Linked DNA regions of Hordeum vulgare: region 1 is linked to region 2. Evidence: chromatin contacts called from public Hi-C data. All regions are on one chromosome and are shown on one strand. The core of a region is the stretch at or near the end of the contact, and the rest is flanking DNA. Distances in the headings are between cores, read along the strand shown.

Region 1 (6,277 bases), core at 3,756-6,255, 510 kb before region 2:
TGCCGCAGCTTCCGTTGGTGGAGGCTTCAGAGGGCGTGGGAGGCCCTTGTTCGGTTGTTATGAACAAGTGTTGTTCGATTCTGTAATATTTGCTTATGAACAAGTGTTATGAACAAGTGTTGTTTGCTTCTATAATCTTTCATTATGAACAAGTGTTGTGAACAAGAGTTCTTTGCTTTTGTAATATTTGCTTATGAACAAGTGTTATTTAATAATCTGGTCAGGGGTAACATGGTCTTTTTACATGTCATTTAATGACCTTTAGTCCCTCGAAACAAACGGATAGAGACTAGGGAATTTTAAGTTAGGACTAAAAAAAGTCTCAGGACTTTTGAAACAAAGCCTAAATGGTCGACGGTTTCTCCCTCATGCCGGCCGGGCGGCACACCGCACATGGCCTACTGTCTGCTCCTGCTATAAGACGCGCGATCGATCGGTGGATGCACGGGCCGAAACGGGGAAACCGTGCGCGTAACATAGCGCGGAGTGTGCGTCCCCCGCGCCGTCACTGATCGAGTGGCGGTGCAAGGCCAGCACAAAACACACGCACGCTGTGTGTGTCGTCGACGGAAAATTCTCCGGGCACAGGGAATCGTAGCCTGCGTGGTAAGTGGTGACAGCACCCCGCGTGCATGGCTCTCAAGGAACGGACGCGAGGCTGCGTGGTAGGTGTGGCCGGACGTGTCCGTGTGGGGCTACATCGCGCATGCGTACGTCTCGAGTGCTTTGCGTCAGGCACATGCACACATGCAGCAAACGAACCGACGCGCGTACGTGCCGAGTGCTTTGCGTCAGGCACATGCACATGCAGCAAACGAACCGAACCGAAACGAAACGAAACAGGTACGGCACGTAGCAGACGCGATCGAGCTAGCTACGTGTTCATACGTGTATCGGTCACTGGATGGTCGGTGTGTGTGTTGTATGTATAACCTGGTCGGCTAAATTCTTAGTACGTAGTAGTACGTCGTGGCAGTTGAACTGCCTAACGTCCATCCAGCACACCAACGCATGCTGTTAAACCCATCTCTTGGTCACCAATTCATCGTCCAAATATAGGAGCCAAAGCAACCGGGACGGACGAGTGAATCAAAATCGGCGACGACCAGACCAACAACAACAACAACAACGTGCGATGACGGACGATCGATCTCGCTCCGTGACAAAAGAAAAAATATCGTGGCAACGAATTACTAGAACGCGACGACAGGCAACAACCCACGTGGTCAGGAACCGCACGAACGGTGAGGAACGCGTGCACGAGCCGGGGTGCGCCACGCGGGCCCTCGAGCGCCCTCCGCCGCTAATGCTAATTGCTAAACCCGTCTCGGCATCTCGCGCCCCGGCTGAAGCACATCGGCCGGTTGGCACCGCACCAACGGTCGCGAGGCCGGGAGGAGGACGACCCCTCCGACAGCGGAGGGCCAACCTCGGATACGCCGGACAGCGACACGCCGGCGAGCCAGCGTCGTTCGCTCCAGGCTCCAGAGCATGCATGGTCCTGGACCCGGACGACGCAGAGTACGCTCCAGGCGGGCTTGCCTCGAAGTTTCGTCCGGCCAGTTCGCGAGCTGGGTAGGTGGCGTTGCGTTGTGAGATCCTTCGTCTCCCCCAGCCGACGGCTCAAAACCGTGGTCAGATTCATGCCGTCATTGCCGGCGGCATGCATGGATTTGACAACCATGTCCATGCGCATGCGGTGGTTGAGAGGGTTTTGTACCCTTGCTGCCTTTGCTGGTCCGGTGAGGCAATTTCCTTCTGAAAAATCCAGCAACTTTCGAAATCGACGGTGCAAAACACTGGTACCAAGGAAAAGTCAGACACATGCGGCTTATTACAGTACTTCCTCCATTTTAAAATATAATACATTTTAAAGATTACACTAGAAAACTACATACGAAGCAAAATGAGTGAATCTACGTTCTAAAATATGTCTATATACATATGTATGTAGTTCATAGTGCAATATCTAAAAGTTTTGTATTTAGGAACGGAAGGAATACAACTGAGGAACAGGCTGCTACACTGAGGGTGACCCCCGGTCTTCATAGATCAACGGATGGAAACTCCACTCGTTCCGAATAGAACAACTATATTGACGTTGCTAGGCCATTTCTTTTGTCAATTTTTTAAACGTGCAGAATAATAGTATTAGGAGTACAAGGCATGCATGAGTGTTGCAGGCTCACGCTTTGTTGTAAAGTCAAACGCACCATTCTGACTAGAAGCACGCGAAGCAGGTAAAGAGGTTTGGCTAGAGATTTCCTGAAAAAATAATGTCCTTTCGATTCATAATAAGACGGGCTAATTCTGTTCTTGACCTTTGGAGTGGGGACAACAACCGATGCTAATACCTCCCTGTCTACGAAGCAGCAAAAGAAATCCACCCAAAGAGGCCACTTGCACGGCGGTTTAGGGTTATCTAGTCCGTGAAACAATAGTTTATAAGGCGATGATTAGTAGGTCATATGAGAGGATGACCAACCATGGGACTGAGGCTCTGTTTGAAACCATAATAGATTATAATAATCTAGATTATGAACATAGATTATATAATATGGTTTATATAAATAATCTAGGTGGGCATGTTTGGAGGACAGATTATATAAACTGTAAACCAGCTTTTAAATTGTACAATGACATGTTTGCCCTTAGTTTACAAGGAAAAATAAAAAAGTGGCGGTGGCACTGCGTAATTCTCTTAAAGTTTACAAGGATAACACGTCATTTGTAATCCATAATCTCATTTTAGCTGGGGTAGAGGAGATTATGAGATTATAATAATCTGATCATCTAGTTTATAAAATCTACAATATAAATTGTCCTGTTTGGAAATACAATAGATTATAAAAACCAGATTATATAATCTGGGTGGTTCCAAACAGGGCCTAAGCTCGGCGGCTATTACATCTCATTTTCTACCAAGGAGTGGCTCTTTCGATTTCTAAAGCTTGGTATATAACAAAGGACATTTGCAGGTGTCTTTTGTCGGTTTAGTGTTCTTGTTTTTTTGCGCGTAAAGTTTTTTTTTAATGCTCCAACAAAAGGCTTATGATAAAAAAAAAAGCAGCTAGTATGTTTTTTATGTGATTTTATTTTTCTATTGTTCGTTTGTGCCTTGTCTTTTCGTTGTACTGTATATTATTTCCCTTGATGATCACTATTAGATATTAAAAGCCATTCAATGTATTTAAAAAATCATCTCTATTTTTATTTCATATATAAATAATCCTATTCATTTTCAAGTGATATATAAATTATATAGCTAGAAGGTATGGAAACGAACAAAACTACAAAAGTATGCTCTGATTTACATCAATGGATTTCCTCTCGCTACTTCTACAATGAGAAAGGCATTCACCTCACTTTATAAGTAAAGCCACAACCCAACTTACATCGATCATTACAACAAGGAAAAAAAGAATACAACGAAGATACATGATATCGAAGGAGCCACTAACAAGGTCTGAATGGACCAAGGACAAGCTTGTAGATCAAGGCCCTTCGTGAACTAAGATCATGCAATCGATATGACCAAAATAAGGTAGCACCCCGTCACTAGAGGAAAACCACACTCCATCAACTCACATGAGGCCATCATAGATGTTTTGGCAAAGAAGGCCCCATGCCGCCTTGTCTTGGATCGAAGGAAGACGCACCTGTCGGCAGGTAAAGCCACTCACCCTCGAGCTCATATGACCTGGACCAACGGGTTGTGAGGGAGAGGATGACCAGCACAACAACCTCACCTTGCAATGCAGCACCCTGTGCATCACCATGCCTCTCACAAGGACCAACGTCAACCGCAAGCAGCCGAGCGGGACCTTCTCTCTAGAATCCGGTAGTGTCCCACCAACACCGTAGTCCCGACCGACACTCTAGAGTCCCAAGGTGGCGTCTTCAAGAAGTTTAACGGCGTTGGAGCGTCGTCGCCACCTAGTCCGGAGATTTTCGGGTTTTCACCCGGGACTCTGAGGTGGAGGGCAAGGTAGGATCTCAATGCCACATACAGTAAGGGGAATGATGCCCATGGCACCACCGTCATCGTGGTGGTTGTAGCCAGCTAAGGGATTCTCCCAATCCACAACACCGTACCTCCCATCCCCATCTAGCCACTCGGTCAAGCCAAACAAGCAAGGGAGTAGTAATGGGTAGTCGAGGCAGGAAGGGGATCGAGGAAGGAGACCACCATCTCATATCCGCTCCAAGGACCGACGAGGAGGCCCCGAGAGCATGCTCCATGTTTGTTACCGACCTGCTACCCGCGCGGCCAAGGGTGGTGCACCTCCGCATCGCGCCCACAATCCACTACCATGCCTCTGGGCGTACCGCACGCACCAACCCACCACCACGGAGCCCTTCACACCGTAGTTGTTGTCTGTCGCAACGCCGCTGCACCCTCAACCAGTCCAGCACCACTCTCATACCTCACCAGCCCATGTATGCCGCCATCGAGCAGGGAAAGAGCGGCCCGACTGCTGCCGACGTCGACAGGGGTTCGCCCGTCAGCGCGAGCCGATGACGGCGATGGAAGGGAGAGAGGGAAAGGGGAGAGATGTGCTGGCAGCTAGGGTTTCCCCTTCAGGATACTCATGGGAGTGATACGGGTGGGGAGGGAAGGGGGAGAAGGAAGAGCAACCGTTTTCACTCCCCGCTACTACTATGAGCTCATAGGTGTCAACAAAGTTGCTATAGTAAGATGGATGCTCAAGAACAAGCTTTGCTCACGGTGCGTCACCGATAGATAGAGAAGGAAGACGAAACCAATTTCTTCAATGACTTGTCTATAATTTTATGTTCTTGTAAGAAACTCCTCGTAGGGACGTACCTTTAAGCCTTCTTGCTAAAAAATAAATAAATAGAAGAGGATAAAAAATAAGAATATTCACAAGATATTCTAGTATCATATTGCAGGAAAATAGGAAACGAATTAACGAATAAACAAAAAAAATGCATCTAAAAAAGGTACTAAAACCAGTGGTGAAAAGATCATGAACTGGCCAAACCGCCTCCCTTCTCCTTCGCGCATTCACCATAAATACCTTCTTCATCCCCATCTCCCCCTCCACCGTCACAAACCAGAGGCACAAAACCGCAGCAGGCGCATACCACCGCAACACCCAGACAAACCCCAAGAAATCACTAGCCGCGCCTCCCTCCGCCAAAATGCTGGCCGCCGCCGCCGCCGCCTCCGTGAAGTTCTCCCCGGCGTCCGCCGGTACCGGTACCACAACCAAGTTGGCCTTCAAGCCTGTCCACCTCCCTCCCCTCCCCAACGCCGTCCGTCGTCCCCTCTCCCTCTCGGCGCGGCCTCTGTACCGCCAGGAGCCGTTCCTGGCGGCGACCCGCAACGACCGTGCCGCGTCAATGGCGCCCCCTGCAGCCACCGCGGATGGCGCGCGGCCGGTGGAGACGGCGGCCGCGCCGGAGGCCGCGAAGAGCGCCAAGATCGGGGTCTACTTCGCCACGTGGTGGGCGCTGAACGTGATCTTCAACATATACAACAAGAAGGTGCTGAATGCGTTCCCGTACCCGTGGCTCACGTCGACCTTGTCCCTGGCCGCCGGCTCCGCCATCATGCTCGTGTCCTGGGCCACCAGGATCGCCGAGGCGCCCCAGACGGACCTCGATTTCTGGAAGGCTCTCTCTCCGGTGAGCGTGCGCATGCGCATGGTTTCTCGGCGCGCCCTCTTCTTGCCAATCTCACCGGCCTGTACGTGTTCTAGATGTGCTGATGCCCGTGTATCGGGATTTCTTTATTTTTTGTGTCCGTGCAGGTGGCGATTGCGCACACGATCGGGCACGTGGCGGCGACGGTGAGCATGGCGAAGGTGGCCGTGTCGTTCACGCACATCATCAAGAGCGCGGAGCCGGCCTTCAGCGTGCTCGTCTCGAGGTTCTTCCTCGGCGAGCACTTCCCGTTGCCGGTTTACTTCTCCCTCCTCCCGATCATAGGTGGATGCGCTCTCGCCGCCGTCACCGAGCTCAATTTCAACATGATTGGTGAGCAATCTGCAGACTCCCATTTTGTTGAATCTTGAAATTACCTCCAGCAGATACTCATCACTACATAAGAAATATCGTCACTTTTGCTAGTACACAAGAGATATTTTTCAGTAGTACTCCACTTCCGATTTCCGAAGAACCTGAACTGTCCACAAATCCTGAGGTCTATAATTTAGCACGTATTATATACCAAAACCTTTTACCTTTGATATCAAAATTGGACAACGTTGTAGGTGGATTAATTGAAGGATATATAGATTTTGTTTGACAT
Region 2 (6,153 bases), core at 3,460-5,959:
CATGGCCAGAGAGGTAATGTGTAGCATCAAGGATCTGAACATAAACTATTCCACCAAGTAATCCAACTAGCATCAACTACAAAGAGTAATCAACACTACTAGCAACCTTACAAGTACCAATCGGAGTCGCGAGATGGAGATTGGTTACAAGTGATGAACTAGGGTTTGGAGATGAGATGGTGCTGAGGTAGATGTTGATGGTGACGAGTCCCCTCCGATGAGAGGAGTGTTGGTGATCACGATGGCGACGATTTCCCCCTCCGGGAGAGAAGTTTCCCCGGCAGGATCGCCCTGCCGGAGCTCTAGATTGGTTGTGCTCAAGTTCCGCCTCGTGGCGTGGCGAAACCACGAAAAAGCTCCTTTGTGATTTTTTTCTGGACGAAACCCTCCATATAGCAAAAGAGGGGGGCCGATGGGCCAGTGGGCTGCCCACTAGCCCCCATGGCGCGGCCTGGGGGGTGGCCACACCGTGGAGGCTTGTGGGCACCCCCTGGTGCCCCTCTGGCACTTCTTCGGCCCAGTATTTTTGATAAATTAGGAAAAAAATCCCCGTTGATTATCACGGCGTTTGGAGTTGCGCAGAATAGGTATCTCAACTTTGCTCCACTTTCAGGCTAGAATTCCAGTTGCCGGTATTCTCCCTCTTCATGTAAACCTTGCAAAATAAGAGAGAAAAGGCATAAGAATAGTACCGTGAAGTGAAATAACAGCCAAAGAAGTGATAAATATCAACATGAAAACATGATGCAAAATGTACGTATCACACATTAAGGGATGATCATATGATTCTACTATATTAGCATTGTTGAGAGATTGCACTAGTGAAAGTATGAACCCTAGGCCTTATTTCCAAGCATTGCAACACCGTTTATGATCAGTTTTGTTACTTGCTACCTTGTTGTTTTTATATTTTCATATTACAAAAACATACATCTACTATCCATACTACACTTGTATCACCATCTCTTTGCGGAACTAGTGCACCTATAGAATTTGCCATTATATTGGGTGTGTTGGGGTCACAAGAGATTTCTTGTATTTGATTGCAGGGTTGTTTGAGAGAGACCATCTTCATCCTACACCTCTCACGGATTGATAAATCTTAGGCCATCCACTTGAGGGAAATTTAATGTTGTCCTACAAAACTCTGCACTTTTTTTTTGGAAAAGGAGGTTAAGACCCCCGGCCTCTGCATCAATCAATGCATACAACCATATTTATTACTTATTCAACAAAGGTCTGACAAGAACATACATCAAGCCACCTGAAGCCTCCACTCACACCTAAAAAACGCGATAATGTGGAGTGCTCTCACTTCTCATATTTAAAACCGGTGTCGTCGCCGATCCATCCACATAGCATATCAAAACTAACAGCCGGTGAGCAGAACTAAAGCGTACACCGCATGCACACGCTTTAGAAGCTGTCATCATTATTGAATCGCTGACCCATCTTCAGGAGAGAAATCCGCATCATCCATGCCAGTCCGGCCAACCGTCGATGCCACCACGGCGCCCAACGGCGCCACCTCCCTGCGCTCATCCATCCAGACGCGAAGACTTTGTAAGACCTGTCGTGTGTAGCACCTGCCGAACATGCATGACAAAGCGTAGCACCTGTCGGCAGGCATGACCTGACATCACCATCGAAGCTCTGTGCAGGGCGATGCCACTCCACCTCCTGCCTCTATCTTCAAGCGATGCTCTACAAACGATGTTCCCTAGAGAGGAACGACACCGCGATGCCGCCATAGTCCGATATGGAAAACCAGATCCTAGGGTTTCCCCTGGAGCAGCACGAGTGGATCGACCTCCCTACGCTCCTCTATCGAGACGCGAAGGCTCTGTAAGATCTGTCGTGCGTAGCACCTGCCGAACAGACATGACAAAGTGTAGCACTTGTCGGCCACGCATGACCTGACATCAGCACCGAGGCTCCGTGCAGGACAAAGATGCTCCACCTCCTGCCTATGCCTTCTAGCTCTACTCTACAAACAATGCTCCCTAGAGAGGAACGACACCGCAATGCCGCCATCGTCCGATCTGGAAAACCAGATCCTAGGGTTTCCCCTGGAGCAGCACAAGTGGATCAACAATAGTTACAGGACGAAGCCTTTATCAAGGTAACGACGCAGAACGCCGCCATTGTCGGCCGTCGGCTCGGCTTTCATTGGAAACTATGTCCCCCCGACTCGTAGCCAGTACCCCGCCGGAGGGAACGCCGCCACCACTCGAATCCGGGTTAGCCGTCGCCATCGCTAATACCGGATTCGGGCTGAACGCCGCCGCTGCCATCCACCGGCGCCTCGCATCGCCCCTCTCGTAGCTCCCCATCTCCAGCCCGATCCAGATCGGGGACGAGGGGATCCACCACCACCGGCCAGCCCCGCCACCACAGCTCTGCCCAACACATGGCATGAGCTCAGCCGCCGCCGAAACAACGCCGGAGAGCTGTCATGCCACGACGCCCAAAGCTAGCACCGCATCCCACCATGGCCGCCCTGTCCCGCACCAGAGCAGCCGTGTGAGGAGCCGATGAGTGCCCCGCCGCCACCGCCGGCGGCCAGGCTTTGCCCGGCCGCTCCCTGTGGCAGCGACGAGGAAGGGGAGTGGGAAGGGGAGCGCTGCTGGCGGCGGCGGGGCAGACGCCCTCCCCGTCGCAGGTGGGTTGACGAGGGAGGGGATGGGATTTTCTCCTAGGTCGTTCCGCTCTCAGGGTCTGTCTCACTTAATTATGTCCTTCCACCACTGCTATGACGACATAAGTCCAAAACTCTGCACTTGGAGGCCCAACAATGTCTACAAGAATAAAGTTGCATAGTAGACATCAAAATATTTTATGACACCGTTGCCGGGGAGGTGAGTGCTTGAAGGTCTATATTTGGATCTTGCAATTAAATCTTGGGAAAATCTAATTGGCAGCGTGCACAGGGCTGCGTTGCCGTGCGGCGGGCAGACCGATCCGTCTAATCTAAGCATATCGCGTGGGACCGTTAGATTAGGGAAGGGAAAGAGTTTTGCATGCTACTGACAACATGCGATTCCTTTTGATATTTGAAATTCAAAAAGTTTTATCTACAAAATCGTTAATTCAATCGATGATCCGTTTTCACCATTGGCTTTCTCACGACGAGTTCTTTGAAACTAGATCTCATGTCGATATGTTTCGGCAACTATTTTTTCCATTCATACTTGCCACATTTTTTGACCCACTTACTTGCGTCAAAAAAATATGGCAATTAAGTTATTTTTATTGGGCAAGTAAGTGGTTAATAATATAGCAAGTGAGTGGAACAATGTGGTAATTACGGAAGGAAAAAAAAGTTTGTCGAAACATGTCGACATGGGATCTAGTTTCGAAGATCTTGTCGCGATAAAGCCAACGTGAAAACAGATCATCGATTGAATTAACGACTTTAAAGATAAAACTATTTGAACTTCAAGCATTTGAGAGAATCTTTACGTCTATATTTAGGTGAATGTGCATGCGAGGTGCCGTATCTGGTGAGTTGAATCCGCCTCTTTAACAACGCGTGATAGCGACATGCATGCATATTAGTATTAGAGCCGTCACATGACAACGCCAGGATGCGGCACCGCTCTATAGTCGGGTCCTTGTGGGGAAAATCTAATTGGCAGCGTGCACACGGCTGCGTTGCCGTGCGGCGGGCAGACCGATCTATCTAATATAAGCATATCGCGTGGGACCGTTAGATTAGGGTGGGAAATAGTTTTGCATGCTACAAACAACGTGCAATTCCTTTTGATGTTTGAAATTCAAAAAGTTTTTATCTACAAAACCGTTAATTCAATCAATGGTCCGTTTTCACCATTGGCTTTCTCGCGACGAGTTCTCCAAAACTAGATCCCATGTCGATATGTTCGTCAACTATTTTTTCCATTCATACTTGCCACATTTTTTGACCCACTTGTCATATTATTAACCACTTACTTGCCTCAAAAAAATAACTTGAATGTCACTTTTTAATATTGTTTCATACAAAAGCCTTGTAACAGATTTCATTATACATGATATAAAAACATGTCATTGGTTGTGTTTGCCAATTTAAAACATATCAAGTTGTTATATTTACAATGACTGACAAGTTGTATGAGACAATATGATAACGATGTAGGATTAAAATGACAAGCACAAAAAATATACGTGGCAACTGTGATTTTGTAAGCACCTACCAGCTTTATGAGACCACATGACAACTTAGTAGAATAAAAATGACAAGAACATCAAAACATTTTGGGGACTGCATTTATAAGCATCGACAATCTTTGCATGAATCGACATAAAAAAATATGGCAATTAAGTTATTTTTATTGGGGAAGTAAATGGTTAATAATATAGCAAGTGAGTGGAACAATGTATTAATTACGAAAGGAAAAAAAGTTTGTCGAAACATGTCGACATGGGATCTAGTTTTGAAGATCTTGTTGCGACAAAGCCAACGCTGAAAACAGATCAGCGATTAAATTAACGACTTTAAAGATAAAACTTTTTGAATTTCAAGCATTTGAGAGAATCTTTACATCTATATTTAGGTACATATGCATGCGAGATGCCGCATGTGGTGAGTTGAATCCGTCTTTTTAACAGCGCGTGATAACGACATGCATGCATATTAGTATAAGAGCCGCCGCATGACAACATCAGGATGCCGCATCTCGTGAGTTGAATCCATCTTTTTAACAGCGCGTGATAGCGACATGCATACATATTAGTATAAGAGCCGTCCGCATGACAACATCAGGGTGCGACCCCGCTCTATAGTCGGGTCCTTAAATCTTTTGTGGCTCCGCTTTACCTCGGCCTTACCTCGATTTGCCGTCGCGTGTGTGAGCCCTCTTCACCTTGCCATGCGGGCCGGGTCGCCCCCAAGCGCCCGTCTTCGCCTGCCTTAGCCACATCGTCAAGAGCCGGCCGTTCGCCATGGCTTCACCTTCCTTTATCCTAAGCTCACCTCGCCTTGAGTTGCATCACGTCACTCCGACTTCCAGGTCGCTACCATGTGCTCGCTCTACCTCAGGTCGGTTCTGCCTCAAGCCGACACGCCCGTCTTCGCCTGCCTCAGGCACATCGCCAAGAGTCGGTGTCAGCCATGGCTTCAGCTGCCTCTGTCGTGAGCTCGCCTCACCTTGAGCTGCATCACGTCATTCCGACTTCCTGGTCGCTCCGTGCTGCGGCTGCGCTCGGTCCTTGTGGACCTAGCCATCTCCTCACCACGCCTCGGCCCTTGTGCACCTAGCCATCTCCCCACCTGCTTTGACTCGCTAGATCATAAACACGAGGACCTGCGCACACATGCACGTACGAAGCAACCAGTTGATCAAAGGTGTTTGTAACAACGAATAGTAATAGTATGTCATGGAATATATTTCACGAGAGGAGCAAAAACTAGTGCAGACTCATGGCCAACACCAGATCGAGTTTCATGGAGATAAGCGCGCAAGCTGCATCTAATAAATACTACCTCCGTCCGAAAATACTTGTCCTAAAAATGAATGTATCTAGACTTATTTTAATTATATATACATCCATTATATGCATTTTTAGGATAAATATTTTCGGACGGAGGGAGTACATACTTCCAAGAAGCTGGCACCCACAGGATTGCCCCGAGGGGTCGAAACGCACAAGCTAGAAACGGATTCACGGATGTACGAGTCCGAGTCATCCGCGCAGTCGGAATTTTTTTGTCTAAAAGGACCGCCTGCTCAATGAAATTGTTAAAAAAACCCACCTCCGATTGAAATTGACAAAAAAGACATCCAGAACGTGACGGCAGGTGCGTCAGCCGACACGTGGCATCTGCCGCCACGGACGGAGGCGGCAGCACTGTTCACAGAACTGTTCACACGAGGAACGGTTTACTATGGATGAACAATATTCTTGAAAAAAATTAAAAAAATAAAAGAAAAATTCAAAAGAAAACTGTAATTTTTTGCCAGCATAGATAATCGAGTGTTATAGCTGGGTGTAAAATTTCAGAATTTTTTGCTGTTTTCTTTTATTTTTTTTAAAAATACTCTTCACATTGGACGAACAGAAATGTCGCCGCCTCAGAATAAGCAGTGCCGCTGCCTCTGCGCGTGGCGGCATGTGCCACGTGTCGGCTGACACGTCTGTCGCCATGATCGAAGG

What was found. A called contact is a pair of places that touch in the nucleus more often than the background predicts.
Region 1: a Hi-C map of seedling shows a contact between it and region 2, with 2.8 times the contacts expected there. The contact joins the promoter of LOC123426144 here to the enhancer-like site in region 2. A contact is called at or near these places in 1 of 6 Hi-C or Micro-C datasets (seedling) and 1 of 1 datasets of contacts at active chromatin or transcription factors (embryo).

The regions. Positions count from the first base shown.
Region 1 is chr2H:207,520,152-207,526,428 of MorexV3_pseudomolecules_assembly, reverse strand. It overlaps LOC123426144 (glucose-6-phosphate/phosphate translocator 2, chloroplastic-like), which reads left to right and starts at 5,005. Exons shown (of 5, transcript XM_045109918.1): 1 at 5,005-5,652; 2 at 5,778-6,003. The coding sequence starts at 5,005.
Region 2 is chr2H:207,013,322-207,019,474 of MorexV3_pseudomolecules_assembly, reverse strand. No RefSeq gene overlaps it. Among protein-coding and RNA genes, the nearest start is that of LOC123425870, 250 kb to the right of the region's middle. Within about 2 kb of position 4,709, at least 2 of the 3 cell types and tissues checked have open chromatin away from gene starts, as enhancers often do. A contact at or near this core is called in seedling, where this site is marked.